2 separate regions of the Rattus norvegicus genome follow, and region 2 is linked to region 1. The links are chromatin contacts, called in public Hi-C maps. All regions are on one chromosome and are shown on one strand. The core of a region is the stretch at or near the end of the contact, and the rest is flanking DNA. Distances in the headings are between cores, read along the strand shown. Region 1 holds the start of Tnfsf13 (TNF superfamily member 13). Region 2 holds the start of Kctd11 (potassium channel tetramerization domain containing 11).

Evidence for each region. Hi-C and Micro-C count contacts between places; a contact is called where the count stands out from the background.
Region 2: a contact with region 1 is called in a Hi-C map of liver, with 3 times the contacts expected there. The contact joins the promoter of Kctd11 here to the promoter of Tnfsf13 in region 1. A contact is called at or near these places in 5 of 12 Hi-C or Micro-C datasets (the A7r5 cell line, kidney, liver and 2 more).

The regions. Positions count from the first base shown.
Region 1 is chr10:54,899,590-54,904,191 of GRCr8, reverse strand. Tnfsf13 (TNF superfamily member 13) reads left to right here and starts at 2,377. Exons shown (of 6, transcript NM_001009623.2): 1 at 2,377-2,901; 2 at 3,213-3,291; 3 at 3,427-3,474; 4 at 3,625-3,740; 5 at 3,960-4,098. The coding sequence starts at 2,671. It overlaps Eif4a1l (eukaryotic translation initiation factor 4A1 like), which reads right to left. Exons shown (of 2, transcript XM_039087310.2): 2 at 2,901-3,547. The coding sequence ends at 3,463. Tnfsf12 (TNF superfamily member 12) reads left to right here. Exons shown (of 7, transcript NM_001001513.2): 6 at 546-670; 7 at 830-1,576. The coding sequence ends at 1,081.
Region 2 is chr10:55,100,706-55,105,307 of GRCr8, reverse strand. It overlaps Kctd11 (potassium channel tetramerization domain containing 11), which reads left to right and starts at 1,853. Exons shown (of 1, transcript NM_001108831.2): 1 at 1,853-4,016. The coding sequence starts at 2,617. The coding sequence ends at 3,315. Acap1 (ArfGAP with coiled-coil, ankyrin repeat and PH domains 1) reads left to right here. Exons shown (of 22, transcript NM_001105796.2): 19 at 121-230; 20 at 323-433; 21 at 781-830; 22 at 1,108-1,268. The coding sequence ends at 1,208.

The sequences.
Region 1 (4,602 bases), core at 1,128-3,627:
TTTTTAAATTTATTTATTTATTTTTATGTATGAGTACACTGTTGCTGTCTTCAGACACACCAGAAGAGGGCATTGGATCCTATTAAGATGGTTGTGAGCCACCATGTGGTTGCTGGGAATTGAACTCAGAACCTCTGGAAGAACAGTCAGTGCTTTTAACCTCTGAGCCATCTCTCCAGCCCCCGTCACTCATTTTTAATCGACTCAAATGATGTACACACAAACATGCACATGCATCTTATATGTTCAAGACACAAACCATGTTGATGAGATAGATGTGAAAACCCCAGCCTCTCTCTTACAGCACTGCTCTTCTATCCCCTCAGAAGCCCTGAAGTGCCCTGGTCATATACATTAGGTCTCCTCACACAATACCTTCTAGTCACTTCTTGTACCATAATGGCATGGCTCCACCTATACTCTGGGCCACTGATACCCTTCGGGGTAGGTTGTACCTCACAAATATGTAAACTTGATGGATTCTTAGGGAGTGTGGGGGAGTCTGGTAAAGGGCTTCTACTTATCCCTACACATCCCCTATCCAGGTGTGGATGGGACAGTGAGTGGCTGGGAAGAGACCAAAATCAACAGCTCCAGCCCTCTGCGCTATGACCGCCAGATTGGGGAATTTACGGTCATCAGGGCTGGGCTCTACTACCTGTACTGTCAGGTAAGCCCTGGGCTCCATGGGTAGAGCGATGGCTAAGGGGAGGAAGGCTTGGCAAGGAATGGGTGGGAGTGGGAGAACCTGGGTTTCATGAAGGAAGATGCCTGGATTTCGATGAGGGCAGGCAGAGGTCTGGATTTTGCTGGTTTCTCTCTGCTCCAGGTGCACTTTGATGAGGGGAAGGCAGTCTACCTGAAGCTGGACTTGCTGGTGAATGGTGTGCTGGCCCTGCGCTGCCTGGAAGAATTCTCAGCCACAGCAGCGAGCTCTCCTGGGCCCCAGCTCCGTCTGTGCCAGGTGTCTGGGCTGTTGCCTCTGCGGCCAGGGTCTTCCCTTCGGATCCGTACCCTCCCCTGGGCTCATCTTAAGGCTGCCCCCTTCCTTACCTACTTTGGACTCTTTCAAGTTCACTGAGGGGTCCTGCTCTCCCAGGTTCTTTAAACTTTAACCTAACAGCTCCCAGAGCACCACAGCACCTCCCCACCCCACGCCCACTCCTCCACCCTCTAGCTGTTCCTTGCTCCAGTCCTGTCCTCTCTTCCAAGGCAGCCAGGGCTTGATGACATGTTTTCCATTCCACAGACATATTCCCGTTCTTCTGTAACCTCCCACCCCACCACAGCTGCCCGCCTCACGAGCTCCCAAAGCCCCCACGTACCCGACTACCCCGCCCCAACCCTGGGACCCTGTTTTTACTGACTATGTGCATCAGGCATCAAGATAGGCTGGACCTGGTGGCAGGAAGCCAAAGAACCTGGGACTAGGCCAGAAGTTCCCAAATGTGAGGGGAAAGAGATGGAGACAAGCTCCTCCCTGGATCCCTGTGGATTTTGAAAAGATACTATTTTTATTATTATTGTGACAAAATGTTAAATGGATATTAAAGAGAATAAATCATGATTTCTCTTCTTTGGGGTTCAGTGTAACTGAAGGTTGTGGGAAGGGAATCTTAGGCTTTGGGGAATGGGGACCTGCAAGCCTCCAAGCTGCAGTTTTGAATAGAAATCACAAAGATACCAGAAAAAAAAAAACCATGCAAACAACAACAAAACCACCTGGTCCTCTGCACAAGGCGCTGCAGAAGCAGCCTCATTTTCCTAGCAGCGGACTTCCTCCTGCAGGGGAATCCCTGGCTGGGAGGAGCAGGGTCCTTCCTCTTGGCGGCCTCAGGACATTCAGCAGTTGAGCAGGTGCTGGCACGGGCCTGGCTAGGAGATGGAATGGAGCTAGCCCGGGAAGGGGCTCAGAGCCATAGGAAGGGCTCTGGTGGGCCAGCCGTATGGGTGTGGGGAGGAGTGCTGCGCTGACTGAGGGGCTTGGGGCTTTTTTCTTTTCTCTTTGTCCAGAGAACCTTATGTAAGAACTCTTCTTGGGAAACAGGAAGTCCGGCTTGCCAAGTTCAGCACAGGGAGTAGTGCAGGCCTGGTTCCAACACACCCGGCCCAGCCTTAACCCCAGCACCCTGCCAGTTTCTTGTCCTTGGTTCTCCTCCCTGCTGGCCCCTAGCCCCCCTTTTTTTTTCATTTCCAGTCACCCCTAACAAGCCTCCTCAAAGCTGTCATTTGTGCCTCAGGCAGAGAGAGAGTCCACCACACTCACCTTCTAAGGCTCATGCTGCTGAGCTTGTCCCCATTCCCTGCCCCTGGCACCATGCCCCATAACCAACCGACCTTCCCTCCTCCAACTTAGGGGCCGCCCCTGGGCTCCTGAACGCTGACCGCTCCTTCTGGGTGTCACGGCTGCCCTGCCCTTCCTAGATAATTGGCACCAAATTCTCCTGAGGCTTGGGGGGGAGGGGGCCAGGGGTGTCAGAGGGACACTAGCTGGGGATCAGGGGACTAATAGGACCCTAGCTTGATTTCTTCCTATTCTCAAGTTCCTTTTTATTTCTCCCTTGCGTAACTCGCTCTTCCCTTCTGCGCCTTTGCCTGTATTCCCACCCTCCCTGCTACCTCCTGGCCACCTCACTTGCAGCCCACAGCTGTCAGCAGGGTCCCTAGCTCATGCCAGCCTCATCTCCAGGCAACATGGGAGGCTCAGTCAGAGAGCCAGCCCTTTCGGTCACTCTTTGGTTGAGTTGGGGGGCAGTTCTGGGGGCTGTGACTTGTGCTGTCGCACTACTGATCCAACAAGCAGAGTTGCAGAGCCTAAGGCGGGAGGTGAGCCGGCTGCAGCGGAGTGGAGGAGCTTCCCAGAAGCGGGGAGAGCCTCCATGGCAGAGCCTCTGGGAACAGGTGAGTTAAGGGAGATGGGAATCTAGGGGTAAAGGGTGAATGGCAGAGGCTCTCAGAGCCTCTCAACCTGCAAACTTTCAAGTGAGTGCTAGAGGTGGCCCTGGATTGGGAAGTCAAGGGAACAGCCAGCCGTTCCAGGAAAATAAACAGTTAAAGATTAATGCCAAGAGCACCTGAAAGGCAGTCAGTGCCCAGACCAGGGGCCTATGACAGGTTCCTACATTTCAGCCATTCAGGCGTTGAGAAGGGCTGGGAAGGTTGTGTAAGATCCTTAACATCTTAGTCAAACTCTGGCCCTCTTTCATGAGCAGAGTCCTGATGTCCTGGGAGCCTGGAAGGATGGGGCCAAATCTCGGAGAAGGAGAGCAGTACTCACCCAGAAGCACAAGAGTGAGTGAGCCCTGGGGTTTCTGCAGGGTTGGAGGTGAGCCAGGAGCATGAGGAATGACGACCAGAGCTGAGGTGAGGGTGGAGGGTGGACTCCGGGGGCAGGTCAACACTGCTGTTTCCTCCTCCTTTCCTTAGAGAAGCAGTCCGTTCTGCATCTTGTTCCAATTAACATTACCTCCAAGGGTAAGCATTATTTGAAATAACCGCACTGGGAGGGGCACCAACCAGGAACTGTGGGGCTGGGGCCAAGAGAACCCTAGAAATGAGAAGGGAGAGAGCTCATGTGTATGAGGGTGAAGAAATGCTGACCTGCACACTCCTCACCTCTAGCAGACTCTGACATGACAGAGGTGATGTGGCAACCAGCTCTTAGGCGTGGGAGAGGCCTGGAGGCCCAAGGAGACACTGTTCGAGTCCGGGACACTGGAATTTATCTGCTATATAGTCAGGTAATCCCAGACAAGCCCTGAGCGACCAATGTGGACATGGAGACTGGCTTGTCTCTTCTATGTACCCTGTCTGTACTGAGGGTTTCCCTGATCACTCTGCTCATACCAAACCCAGAACAACCCCTCCTTATTGCCTGGCTCCACTACCAGTGATCCTATGGCCCCTAAGGACTGAACCGTGCCGTCCTGGTTTTCTTCAGCATCTCCCTCCTCTGACAGGTCCTGTTTCATGATGTGACTTTCACCATGGGTCAGGTGGTATCTCGGGAAGGCCAAGGGAGAAGGGAGACTCTATTCCGGTGTATCAAAAGTATGCCTTCTGATCCTGACCGTGCCTACAACAGCTGCTACAGTGCAGGTGAGAACTGTGGGGTCTGAAGAGGGTTGATCTGAATGAGCAGAGCAGGTCACATCCACTCAAGCAGAGCTGACTTGGTGTGGGGAATTATACGAGGGAGTTGGGAACTTGGGTGTAGAGACAAAACTGAAGACTGAAGAACAAGATTCCCAGGTCCTTGCAGGGAGAAAAGGCACAAGCCTATGAATGACTAGGTCCGTGCCTATAATCCCATGTTTGAAGCTGAAGTGGGAGTTTTACCCAAAATTCAAGATCAGCCCAGGCTACAGAATGAGGCTGTTTAAAAAATTAAAAAGGAAAGCCAGTGAGACGGCTCACTTAGGAGAGGTGCCTGCTCCATCTCTCACAACTCACTACCTGGGCTTGATGCCACAGAGCAGAAGGAAAACCGACTCTCCTAAGTGGTCTTCTGATCTCCTCCACACATGCACATGTTCCCCAACAAAACACTGAAAACATAAAAATCAAAATGGAGGAGGGGTTGGAGCAGGCAGAATGAAGCAT
Region 2 (4,602 bases), core at 604-3,103, 200 kb before region 1:
GACACCGAGTTGTACCCTGAATACCACACTCCACACTCTGGTTATCTTGATTACACTACCCTAAAACATCCAAAAATCCACCTTTAAAAATGCCATCTCTTCTTGATCTCATCCATGCAGAATTCTCTTCTAGCCTGTGAGTTTCTCCTCCAAAATGGGGCAAATGTGAACCAAGCAGACAGTGCTGGCCGGGGCCCACTCCACCATGCCACCATTCTTGGCCACACAGGGTAGGGAGCCGAGGAAATGCCACCATGGGGAGGAAGCTTTCTGGGAATGAAGTTGGGGGACGACTGCAGCTGAATTTAGCTGTCCTCTCTAGGCTTGCTTGCTTGTTCCTGAAACGGGGTGCGGATCTGGGGGCTCGAGACACAGAAGGCAGGGACCCTCTGACTATCGCAATGGAAACCACCAATGCTGACATCGTAACTCTGTGAGAATCAGCAGGCTAATGCTTAGACGACCGTCTATTCATCTTTGGGGTGGGGCTAATGCCAAAACCAGACTTGGAGGGTGAGGTCTGGGGAGGGGTGTGTGTGGTGGGGTGTGGAGCAGGTGCACGACCAGTAAGGTGAGATACTGAGAGTTCGCCTCGAGAGCCATTATTAGGTCACCGACATTGCATAAAAGTTTGTGTTTGAGCTTTATTTAAAGCACTAGTTATGGACAAGCATTTTTAAAGAGTGATGCAACTCAAGAATTGGGAGTTGTTGAGAGGATGGGGAGTTGGAGAAGAAGAGTATGAGGTCTTATTTTTACTCCTTAATCCCCACCCTTCAGGCTACGATTGGCAAAGATGAGGGAGGCTGAAGCGGCCCAGGGCCAGACAGGTAAAGTAACTTCGTATTTTCCCCGACCCCATGTCCATACCGGAATGCTGGTCCTTGCATACCTATCTCCTTAGTACCCAACTGCATTAATATCATTGTTTGTTCAACAAACATGTTTTGGGCACAGAGAACGTGCCTGACCTTTGGAACAAAGGAAAAGGCGCCGGTTCTGTGCTTAGGATGCACCCACACGTAAAGTGCTTACCCTGCCAGAACCACCTGTGTAGCCCAGCCTCCCAGCCTCCCAGCCCCCCAGCCCTTCCTCTCTCTTCCTCAGGAGACGAGACGTATCTCGACATATTCCGAGACTTCTCCCTCATGGCGTCGGACGACCCAGAGAAACTGAGCCGTCGAAGTCACGACCTCCATACGCTTTGATCCCGTCCCTCCCCACCCTGCTGTGGCACATTCTCCATTAAAGTCTCTCGGCTTTGCTTTTTCTGTCTCATTTCACTTACTGTGCGCCACCTGGGGGCCCGGCAGGGTGTTTGGTACACTGGCCACCCGGCAGCCGTGGTTACTCATGAGGTTAGGGTTTCTCTAGTAAAGGAGGAGGCTGACTAGCACCCAGTAGATTGGAGGAAGGAGTTTTCCAGCCCAGACGACCAGCGGAGCCACCGCGTGGGCTTGCCGGGATGGCCCGAAGGCATCCCGGGAATGCAATGGCTCAGCATCCGCCCCCTCGGGAGTTCCCGACCGGGATCCAACCCTGAGACTTGCATTTTTTCAGAATAGAGGGATGAACTGGAGACTCCAGTCCCGACCAAGTTGTACTAGTGAGGTCATGCACACCTGAAGGGAACGGGGGTGGGGGGGCGTCGTAGCCACATCCGCAACAAAGCCAGTGAATCATTCCACCCCCGCTCCTCTCCGCCGGTCCTGCTCGTCCGCCCCATCTTTCCCACTGGCAAGGCCCCGCTCCCATCCCTCGCAGAGCCCGGCCAGCCCAAGGGGGTGTAGGGCGGGGCGCTAAGGGGCGGGACTGTCGCTTAAAGGGCCACTGACCGCTGCCCTTAGGCCACTTCCTGGGGGTGGAGAGGACCTCAGTAGCTGCTGCGACAACCCAGGAAGGCGGTAACGCCCAAGTCCTGGGACTGTTTGTTTCCAACAGAGTCCTGGGACACTGTCAGCTCTGACTGCGAGAGCATCGTCTCCCCTCAGCCATACAGAACTGCTGGCCACTGGCTCCTATCAGTTGCGCCTCCATCTTTTGGGACTCGCGCCCCTAACCCTGGTTGGGGCTCTGGACAGGTCCTCGGAACCCGGCGTGGACTCTACTAAAAAAAGCTCAGAAACTCAGGAGCTGAAGGCAGCGTCCGACCGGTGCTCGCCACCGTCACCTGCTGGTTGAATTCCGGAAACCCACTGTCTGAAGTATACAGGAGGGAATCGCTGACCACGCACAATCAGAATCGTCTGGACCAAAAGCTCCCTGATCCTGTGTGGCTGCCTTCTGTTCTTTACATCGGTCCTTTCATTCTTTCGGGGATTTCTGTGTCCTGAAGCTCCCAACCAGCATCAAAGTAGCTTGGGTGAGCTACAAACTTTGCTGTCTTGTTCTCCAACTTCTGCCTCCAACTTAGCGAGTCTGAACGTTACCACCCAATTCTTTCCAAACTCCGAAAATCTGCTTTTTCCTTCTCCTTGTCTGCCTTCTATAGTCCCCAAAATTTCCCCCCCTCCTGTGTCCTCTTCACCCCCTTCCTTTGGGGGCCCCGTGACCCTAAATGTGGGGGGAACACTATATTCCACTACACTGGAGACCCTGACACGCTTCCCAGACTCCATGCTGGGGGCCATGTTTAGGGCTGACACCCTAATGCCGGCCAATCTCAACCCGCAAGGAGATGGCCATTACTTCATCGACAGGGACGGTAAGGCTTTCCGGCACATCCTCAATTTCCTGCGGCTAGGCCGTCTGGACCTGCCCCGTGGGTATGGAGAAACTGCCCTTCTTAAGGCAGAGGCTGACTTCTACCAGATCCGGCCCCTCCTGGATGCACTGCGGGAATTGGAAGCCTCTCGGGGTACACCTGCGTCCACAGCTGCCCTGCTCCATGCTGACGTAGATGTTAGCCCCCGCCTGGTGCACTTCTCTGCTCGACGGGGCCCCCACCACTATGAGCTGAGTTCTGTCCAGGTGGACACCTTCCGAGCCAACCTCTTCTGCACAGACCCTGAGTGTCTGGCTGCCATGCGCAACAGATTTGGTGTGGCCAGTGGGGACAGGGCAGAAGGAGGTCCACATTTTCGGCTAGAGTGGGCCTCCCGCCCCCAGGAACTCCCTGAAGTAGAATATCAAAGACTGGGGCTCCAGCCACTGTGGACTGGGGGACCAGAAGATCGGCGGGAGGTAGTGAACACGCCTACGTTCCTGGAGGAGGTGCTACGGGTGGCTCTGGAACATGGCTTCCGCCTGGATTCTGTCTTCCCAGACCCTGAAGACCTTCTGAACTCTAGATCCTTGCGCTTTGTGCGCCACTGAAGATGCTACCCTTCACTTGACTGAGGAGAGGAGGGGGAGTGAGACAGCCAAGGGGCTAATGGCTCTTCTAAAACCTCTTTCTAGTTCTGGTGTGGGAGCTATGAGAGTCAGGGATCCCACCAGGCCTGGGATTCCCAAACTGAGCTGCCCCACTACCCCCAAGACTTGTGAATGGTCTAGAAGATCAATACTGGGACTTATCCTGGGAAAGCATCATGGATTCTCTAGCCTGTTCTTGCTTAAGGATGGGTCCTCTGTATTCAGAGGTGTGGAAAAGTAAGAAAGCACCCCTTTGCCCAGGCTAAACCTAGCAGAGCTCTGGAGGGTTGAGCACTAGGTGGGAGGACACACTTTGAATTATCAGATGTAATCTGTTCTCTAGACTGTGGTTTCCTCTACTGGACCTGTCACCTTATCCTACTGTGACCATTAAGAGGCCAGTACACTCTGGGAGGTTTTTTTTACTATGTCCCAAGCCACCTACTGTGGGACACACCACCCTAGGATGATATAAGGGAGCTAGGAGAACCTCCAGCAGCATGGGGGCTAGAGCTCCCTTCTGGAATTCCGTGTTTTAGGGGATCCCAAATGGAAGTGGGACTGGTCCATGGTATCCAGAGGCCTCTTTCGTGTGTGTGCGTGCGTGTGTGCGTGCGTGCGTGCGTGCGTGTGTGTGTGTGTGTGTGTGTGTGTGTGTCTGTGTGCATGACAGCCAGTGATCTGATGTTGCTTGGCTCCCTGGTGTCTTGGTTCCCATCAGTGTTGCTGACTCCTGTGTTTGTTGGTCCTTCTGTGATCTTAGCATGTCCAGACCTGTTTAGGGTTGCTTAGCAACTCTCCAGGCTCAGGTATATCTATAGTATGCGTAAGAGCAGATTCAGATTTAGTTTAATCATAGGGTGTGTGTGTGTGTGTGTGTGTGTGTGTGTGTGTGTGTGTTTGCATGTGTGTTTATGCCTGCACCGCCACGTAGGCAAGAGGGCCTTGTCTGAGTTTGAGTCACTAGGCTCTTCCTATGAGAGGTAAAAGCCACTGGGCTTGGCTGGGCCTCTGAGACCTCTGGGAGCTCTTGGTTGCTGAGACAACCATGAGCCCGTTGCTAGGAAATAGCTGGGTAAGGCCTAAGGCTGTCCTGGGCAGAGAGGAGATAGAGTTGGGAGAGTCGGGGAGGATGTGGGAAGGGTAGCATTTCTGGGTTCCTGTGTGGATGGGATACGCATAAATGCCTTCATCATTGGGTGGAGTCATTCATCTATCACTGTGACTTACAACAAGAAAAATAAATTG